Regions from separate parts of the Danio rerio genome. Here regions 1 and 2 are each linked to region 3. A link is a contact called in public Hi-C data. All regions are on one chromosome and are shown on one strand. Each heading gives the region's core, a stretch centred on a gene start, on an enhancer-like site or on the middle of the called end of the contact. The rest is flanking DNA. Distances are from core to core; before and after follow the strand shown.

The links. Hi-C and Micro-C count contacts between places; a contact is called where the count stands out from the background.
Region 1: a contact with region 3 is called in a Hi-C map of hematopoietic stem cells, with 4 times the contacts expected there. The contact joins two enhancer-like sites. A contact is called at or near these places in 9 of 18 Hi-C or Micro-C datasets (caudal fin, embryo, fibroblasts and 3 more) and 1 of 4 datasets of contacts at active chromatin or transcription factors (caudal fin).
Region 2: a contact with region 3 is called in a Hi-C map of embryo, with 3 times the contacts expected there. The contact joins two enhancer-like sites. A contact is called at or near these places in 5 of 18 Hi-C or Micro-C datasets (caudal fin, embryo and an unstated tissue) and 1 of 4 datasets of contacts at active chromatin or transcription factors (caudal fin).

What each region holds. Positions count from the first base shown.
Region 1 is chr12:9,445,860-9,448,559 of GRCz12tu, reverse strand. No RefSeq gene overlaps it. Among named protein-coding and RNA genes, the nearest start is that of cyp26a1, 66 kb to the left of the region's middle. Within about 2 kb of position 1,314, at least 17 of the 62 cell types and tissues checked have an H3K27ac peak or open chromatin away from gene starts, as enhancers often do.
Region 2 is chr12:9,419,809-9,422,508 of GRCz12tu, reverse strand. reep3b (receptor accessory protein 3b) reads right to left here. Exons shown (of 8, transcript NM_200161.1): 6 at 1,424-1,559. Among named protein-coding and RNA genes, the nearest start is that of reep3b, 46 kb to the right of the region's middle. Within about 2 kb of position 1,393, at least 10 of the 62 cell types and tissues checked have an H3K27ac peak or open chromatin away from gene starts, as enhancers often do.
Region 3 is chr12:9,620,924-9,623,623 of GRCz12tu, reverse strand. The region is part of intron 1 of exoc6 (exocyst complex component 6); the gene reads left to right. Among named protein-coding and RNA genes, the nearest start is that of exoc6, 21 kb to the left of the region's middle. Within about 2 kb of position 1,438, at least 19 of the 62 cell types and tissues checked have an H3K27ac peak or open chromatin away from gene starts, as enhancers often do.

The sequences.
Region 1 (2,700 bases), core at 65-2,564, 170 kb after region 3:
CTAAAATGTGGAAAATTTACAATTACATTGTAAAATTGATCAGTGAGCTTTACTTAAAAAAGTAAAGCTAACTTTCGAGTCCTGGCTGGGTCTGCTGGCGTTTGCATGTTTTCCTCTAGTTCACGTGGGCTTCCTCCGGGTTCTCCGGTTTCCCCCACAAGTCCAAAGATTTAAAAAAATGTAGAAAGCACCCTCGGGATGATTTTGCATCTAAAAAGCGCAACAAAATGTACTCCAAGCAATGTATTTTACATTTCCAAATATGTAAAGGGCGCCCTCTAGTGGATTTTTTCATCTCAAAATTACAACAAAACATCCTATGAGCAACGTATTTGCCCCTATAGGTGAATTGAATAAATTGAATTGACCATAACCATATGAAACCATTTTTACAGTCTATGTACCTGAAACATAAAATTAATAATAATAATAATAATAACTCCTTACATTTATATAGCGCTTTTCTCGGCACTCAAAGCGCTTTACACAGTGGTGGGGAATCTCCTCATCCACCACCAGTGTGCAGCATCCACCTAGATGACGCGACGGCAGCCATTTTGCGCCAGACAGCACACCACACACCAGCTGATTGGTGAAGAGGAGACAGAGTGATGAAGCCAATTGAATATGGGGATGTTTAGGAGGCCATGATGTACAGAGGCCAGTGGGCAGATTTGGCCAGGATGCCAGGGTTAAACCCCTACTCTTTTCGAAGGACATCCTTGGATTTTTAACGACCACAGAGAGTCTGGACCTCGGTTTAACGTCTCATCCGAAAGACGGCGCTCACTGAGCAGTATAGCGTCCCTGTCACTATACTGGGGCATTAGGACCCACACAGACCGCAGGTTGGGCACCCCCTGCTGGCCTCACTAACACCACTTCAGGCAGCAACCTAGCTTTCCCATGTGGTCTCCCATCCAGGTACTGACCGGGCGCAGCCCTGCTTAGCTTCAGTGGGCGACCATGTGAGAGTTGCAGAGAGCTAGCTGCTGGCAAATTAGCACCAATAGGCTCTAAACATGGACTATTATTGCACCAGAAAAACAATTTGTAGGAACATCTGACCTCCCAACACCATCCTGCCTATTTGCAGCACTGACATATTCACTCCAAACAAATAAGAAGTGTGAAAACCAGTGGCTGACAATAACAGTAAATCTGATGATGCGCGGAGATCTAATGGAGGCTCCGAAGCGAGGGAATGGGCAAATAGAAGGACAGATCGTGCCATCTGCACCTCTCCACGGCACAACACACTCTGTCTACAGCAGCAACAGGAAATCTCTGCAAAGTTCAGCCATGGGTCAGAGCAGACATCGCTCCTCCCCTCCACACACACACACACACACATATCCACCTGAGCGGCCTTTGAGGGGTCATGAGGATTAGCGATGGGGCGGGGGCTGGGGAAAGGGGGACACAACTACCATATAATTCAAACAATTAAGGAAACATTTAGTTAATGGTGCAATGCGTGGTAAGTGTGCGACTGACCTCTTCCTGAACCCGTTTATGAACTTCTGTTTTGGTGTGTGTGTGTGTATGAGCGCCGCACGAGTTCAAACACCCGCAGAGAGCAGATAGCTGTAAACTTTTGCCACATATTGTTTGTCTTATGCAACCGCATGGCATAAGTCTTCCGCTTGATGGGCGGTAAACTAAACTGTCTTTCTTGCTGATATGCCAGCAAATTCTGCAGGCGATCACTAATGTCTCTCCATAAGTGATATTAGCATGCAACTGCAGTTCCCATGCAGATAATATCTAGCTGGGCACAATGAGGTTATGATTGTGACTAAATGCACAGCCTTAAATCATAAAGACCTTAGTTTTAAACCACAGAGAAGAAAGTACATTTGGTTTTACTTTTAAACAGACTATTTATTACAGAGTCTAGTTGTATTTGTGTCAACTTAATGTTTGTTTTTGATCAATTGCATGGGCTTTGCTGTTAAATAAAAAATGTATAGTAGATGAAATTTATATTAAATGCAATTACTTTAGGGAATTTGACCTACAAAAATAGGACTTAAGTTCAATGTTTTTGAAATGTAGTTACGTACTTAAGCATTGATGATAAACTAAAACACACTTCAATGTCCCCAGCGGGCACATAACGTAATAAGATTTATATATATATATCTATACTTATATATATATATATATATATATATATATATATATATATATATATATATATATACAAACATACATACATACATACATGTATGTATGTATGTATGTATATATATATATATATATATATATATATATATATATATATATATATATATATATATATATATATATATATATACATATATATATACATATATATATATATATATATATATATATATACACATTATATATATATATATATATATATATATATATATATATATATATATATATATATATATATATATATATATATATATATATATATATATATATAGCCAGCATCTAAGGACAAGGTCGTCAAATGGTGTTATTATTTGGTTAATTTTAGGTTGTGTTGGAAAGTGACCAAAATCTAACATCAAGCCAACATCTTAAACCAACGTCATATTGACGTCAAATACTGACGTTTATTCGTCAGGTATGGCAACCAAAATCCAATGTCTGTTAGACGTCATAGTGGTAACGTCCACACAATGTAAATCTGTAACATCATTAGACGTTAATATTTGGTTA
Region 2 (2,700 bases), core at 144-2,643, 200 kb after region 3:
TCTAAATCTCGCTTGAATTTGTTTGGAATCATTAGACGTGGAGTTACAACATGTTAAAAGTAGTGAATGATGGATTTTTTTTTTTTTATGTCAGATGATAACATTTTATAAAGTAAATAACATGCATAACAATGAAATAAAGCATGATGCAAAAACGTTTTTAAACATAAACACATGGGAAGTAAACAAATATATTAGTGCTGGGCTAAGATTAATCGTGAGGAATCACATCCAAAATAAAAGTTGTTTTTTTTAATAATATACTTTTGCGTATTGTGTATATTGATTATTTATATATATATATATATATATATATATATATATATATATATATATATATATATATATACACACACAGTCATGTATACATTTGAGAACATGTTTATTTATATTTATATATAGGTTTGTTTCTATGTAAATTCTATGAAATTCCAAAAATCTGTAGTCGTTCAGCCCCTAATACAGATATCCATACATATCTATCTATCCATCCATCCATCCATCCATCCATATATATATATATATATATATATATATATATATATAATGTAGCCATTTAAATGCAACAAAATTTCTGAGATCATGAAGAAGAGGAAAAAACTGTATACACAATTATTATGACATGAATGTCACAGCACAGCCAAAGAGCATAGAATCACCAAGAGGCGACATTCTAGTGCAATTTGGGAAACAGCCACTAGATTTTGGAAAGAAAACTCCAATAGAACAACAGCATATTATAAGTCTGTAAAATAAACTATTAAAAGTGCTGATGATTGTCATAGTAAGTGTTGTATTGTCGTCTTTCAGGTTGTATCTCAGCTTTCGCGACAGCAATAAGATCCAATGGACAGCCAACTGCTTTCACTCCAAAATGGCAGAATCTGGCACTGTTGCTGGGCGCTGCTGTTGCAATGAAACGTTCTATTGAGTGTCGCCTCTTGGTCATTCTAAGCTCTTTGGCACAGCATAGTTGGATAAAGGGACTGTTTACATCCAAATCTGCATTCTCACCACTGTCAAAATAAAAGCCCTGGTCATTATTTGGGTCAACCACTAATTAAACGCCACAGTGTTTTGTCATCTTGTTGCGTGTTTCTGTCACTTGCATTGTTTTATTTTATTTTTCAAATGTTTAAGTTGTTTTCTTTTAGTTATTTTTCTTGTATTTTTATTAACTTTTTTTTGTTTTTAGCTCGCAAATATGATTTCAACCTCAAAACTTTCATTTTTTTTTCTCCAATTAAGTATAATAACCCTGTCTGGAACAGCAGCTTCATAAAAAAAATGCCGTCTGTCAAGTTAGTGAATGAATAGGGAGAGCGAGGCATCTGCCTTCTGTTGTGGACACAGCTGAGAAACAACAGAGCGAAAGGAAACAAAGGATGGTGTGTTAATAATTAATCTGAGAGGTAACACTTACCAGCTCCATCGGGCTGGTCCATGATGGCTCTTCTGGCTGGGTTGGAGGCGTATGACGAATAGCCGTCGTCTTGTGGGATCTGGGTAAGGTCGTGCATGCTGAAGCTCCTTAGCTTCTCTGTGATGGCACCTTGACCCTGTAGAAACAAAACAGCCCTCGGTTACGATAAACATGTCAGAGCTGACAACACACAGACTGCATGAACATCCATGATGATACCATCACCACATGCATGCATGGATGAATAGGTGCTGAAAAGATTTGGCTCTGTTCCAAGTGACCTGTTACCTAGTAAACGACCCTGTCGAACCACCTCTGAAACAAATCAATCTCGTCGTGGGACTTTTTTAATTGCAGTAGGATTGGAATTAGCATCTCAGCAGTTCATTTTTAAATCAAACTTTAATGATTGGGTACAGAAACAAGGTGCTAATTTAGCTATGGTATTTGTATCACTTGTGTATGTATTCGAACTGAATAAGAATGCAGATTGGGGTGCTATTTAAATGTATAATGTGAATTGATATCAAAGGCACAGGAAGTAGGGGGTTGGGATTGTTTCTCTATATGAAAAATATCAATAGTTTACATCTTAATTTACTAAGCCAAAAACAATATAACTGTAGTTGGCGGTTTGTTGCACTGTGGCAAGTCCTGATGGATCAGGGACTAAGCCGAAGGAAAATAAATGAATAATATAACTGTAATTATTGTTAAACCTTGTAACTGTAGATATTTTTCTGTCTTCTAACTATAGAAATGATGTATGAGCAGCTCCCAAATGTGCTTTGAATTGTTTTTGCGCACAGTACTTTAATATATATGTAAACCAATAGTCAGCATTGGAAGCGAATCAAAATTGTTTTTCAAAATTGTCCAAGGACAAGGATGATTGTTCAATAGTTTTAGGAAAACTTTCATGAAAGGTGATGATCCAATTCAAATATTGACTATTGTACAAATTAGGGATGTTAGTAAGTAAATAATGTATATGTATATAGTGCATTTATCGTGTATGGCCATACACCCAAAGCACTTCACAACCATGGGGGGGGGTCTCTCCACACCACCACCAGTGTGCAGCATTGACTTGGATGATGCAACGGTAGCCACAGGACAACGGCGCCAGTGCGCTCAAGACACACTCAATACTTATTTTTCCTGCTGTATCTCAATAGAAATCCTTGCTATTGTTCACATAAATTGAGCCACATTCCTTCCACAAAGTAAAAGTGTGCTCTATTTATTGCTACACTATTAAAACGGCTGGTTTTCTT
Region 3 (2,700 bases), core at 189-2,688:
TTTAAGTTATAAACTACATTTTAATGCCTGAATGCTTTAAAACTCTCAGACAGTAACAGGCCTAAAAAAAAAAAAAACACTTACAAAATGAGACTCAATATTGCGTATACTCGCGATCTGACTATTGCGATTGATCACATTGCGATATCGATGCTAAAACGATATATATTGTATAGCCCTAAATTGTATTGATCTTCACTTAGGGTTATTAATACGTTTTTAGTTGAGATTGAGTTATTTATTACAAGGGTAACTAACTAGAAGTGGTTGCAGTTAGCTTAAAACATGTCAAATATTGTGATTTAACATGTTTAATAATATTTAAATGTAATTTCTGTTGTCTTTTACTTGCCCTTATGCCATTTCATTCATTTTCTTTCGACTTAGTCCTTTTATTCATCAGGAATCAACACAGCAGAATGTACTGCCAACTTGTCCAGCATATGTTTTACACAGCGGATGCCCTTTTAGCTGCAACCCATTACTGGGAAACACCCATACACTCTCACATTCACACACTTAAATTTAGTTTATTCAGTTCACCTCAAGCTCATGTCTTTGGACTGTGGGGGAAAGCGGAGCAACCAGAGAAAACCCACACCAACACAGGGAGAACATGCAAACTTCCAAATGCCAACTGGCCCAGCCAGGACTCAAACCAGTAACCTTCTTGTTGTGAAGTGACAGTGCTAATCACTAAGCCACCATTTCAAAAGGATTATATTTTTAAAAATATTGGTAGCAGTTTTCGTTTCATTAAAATGTATGAAAAAATTACATCATTGCATCCTTTATTTTCCAAAACCATAATAGTCATAACTAGGCCCACACGGAATCTGCGCATGCAGATTTCCGCAGATTTTCCGCAAAATTCCACAGATTTCTGCAGATTTTTAGCCCATCATTAATTCTGTTTATTCACTTGAGTAAATATGTAAATCTCAGTTTATTCATTTTTTTTCCAGTAATTTATTACTTTTTATTTCATATATTAAGGTTTTAGTTATGATACTCCGCTGGATGGATACTCCCAAAATAATTCCACTGAAATCTGCAGATTTTTACCAAAATTCTCCGCAGAAATAGCAAAAAACGTCCGCAGATTCCGTCTGGCCCTGGTCATGACCCTTGGATTCTTTAAAATGCAGATTGAGATCTCCTCATCTTTAGAAACCCTCAAGTGCTTCACTCTTTCAGAATTCATCATCAGTACCTAATGTACAAAGAGGTTTTTTTTTGAGCATCCTGCCATGCATTATTTTATAAGAAAAACAGTCACTTGGGTTTGCTCTTGTAAAGAGTCAGCTGGTGCGGTTCCCTTCACGCTTCCCCTCTGTGTCAGGAAGCGAGTGAAGGCCCTGAATCATCTCAGGCTGTTCTGATGGAGGGATATGATGGCTCTTTTGGCCATCTGGAGCAGTGTGGAGGGACACACTGACTGCAACAGAGACCCATCTGTTCGCTTCACCCTGCCAGCTCTCACCGCCCTGCACACACACCGATAACATAACTACAGATACACACATGCTCTTAGATTGATAGAGTAGAGTAGAGAGTGGTGTGTGTGTGTGTGTGTGTGTGTGTGTGTGTGTGTGTGTGTGTGTGTGTTTACTGAAGTGGGAACACAAAGTATGTGCATTGATGCCAAGTATGTTTCTACTCTGTAAAATAAGCATTTTCACGTTTTCTGAAGTGGTGCTTGTCTTTTTAAAATTTAAAGGGAAAGTTCATCCAAAAATGAAAATTTACCCACCTCAAGTTATTCCAAACCTGAGTTTCTTCATTCTGTTGAACATAGGAATGGGTGATAACGTAATCTCACGACATTTCGTAACTTTTTAATTTAGTGGCTAATTCGTTTGAATTCATACGATCTAATTTGTACAATTTAGTACGATTTGCTCATTACCCAGTGACAGTTGGGGTTAGGGGTGGGGTTAGATGCCACGCCTCCTTTTTTAAAATCGTACTGAACTCGAAATTCACTTCGAATTCGACTACAAATTAGCCACTAAACTGACAAAACGTAAGTACTTACGTTTCCTCGTGAGATCAGGCTGGTAATATAGATAAAATATCATATCACAATTTTTTCCAGGACCATAATGATTCACAATTTTATCACAATTGTTTCTGGTGTTGGTTTACTATTCTGCAACACAGTCAAACTAAATAAAATAAAAAGTAAAAACAAAACACTGGACACAACAAATTGGGCGAAGATAAAAAAAATCTTAGTCTTGTGTATTATTTTCCTTAATATATTTAGTGATGTTTTTCTTCCTTTCTCCCCATCAACTAGGCGTACAACAACAATGCAGCCTACACGGCACATATCCACACCCTTCTTATATGTGTATATTCACACACTCTAAAAAACTTAGAGTTATTTATTTAACCCAATGATTGAGTTAAGCATATTTGGTGCTTTGTTGGGTTACTTTTAATCTTTATTAGGTCATTTCTTAATAACTCAACCAGTTGGGTTAAATATTTGGTGCTTTGTTGGGTTATTTTTAACCTTTAGGTTTCTAAATAACTCAACCAGTCAACTGATTTAACTGACACAGAACAGCTGTATTAATATGCGTGTGTAATGTTCTTTTTGCGTTGTAAAGTTTATTTAAGCTCTAATGCAAACGCAATAATAATATTGTTGTTGTTTTTTTTTAATCAAATGACCTCTCCGTGTTTTTTATA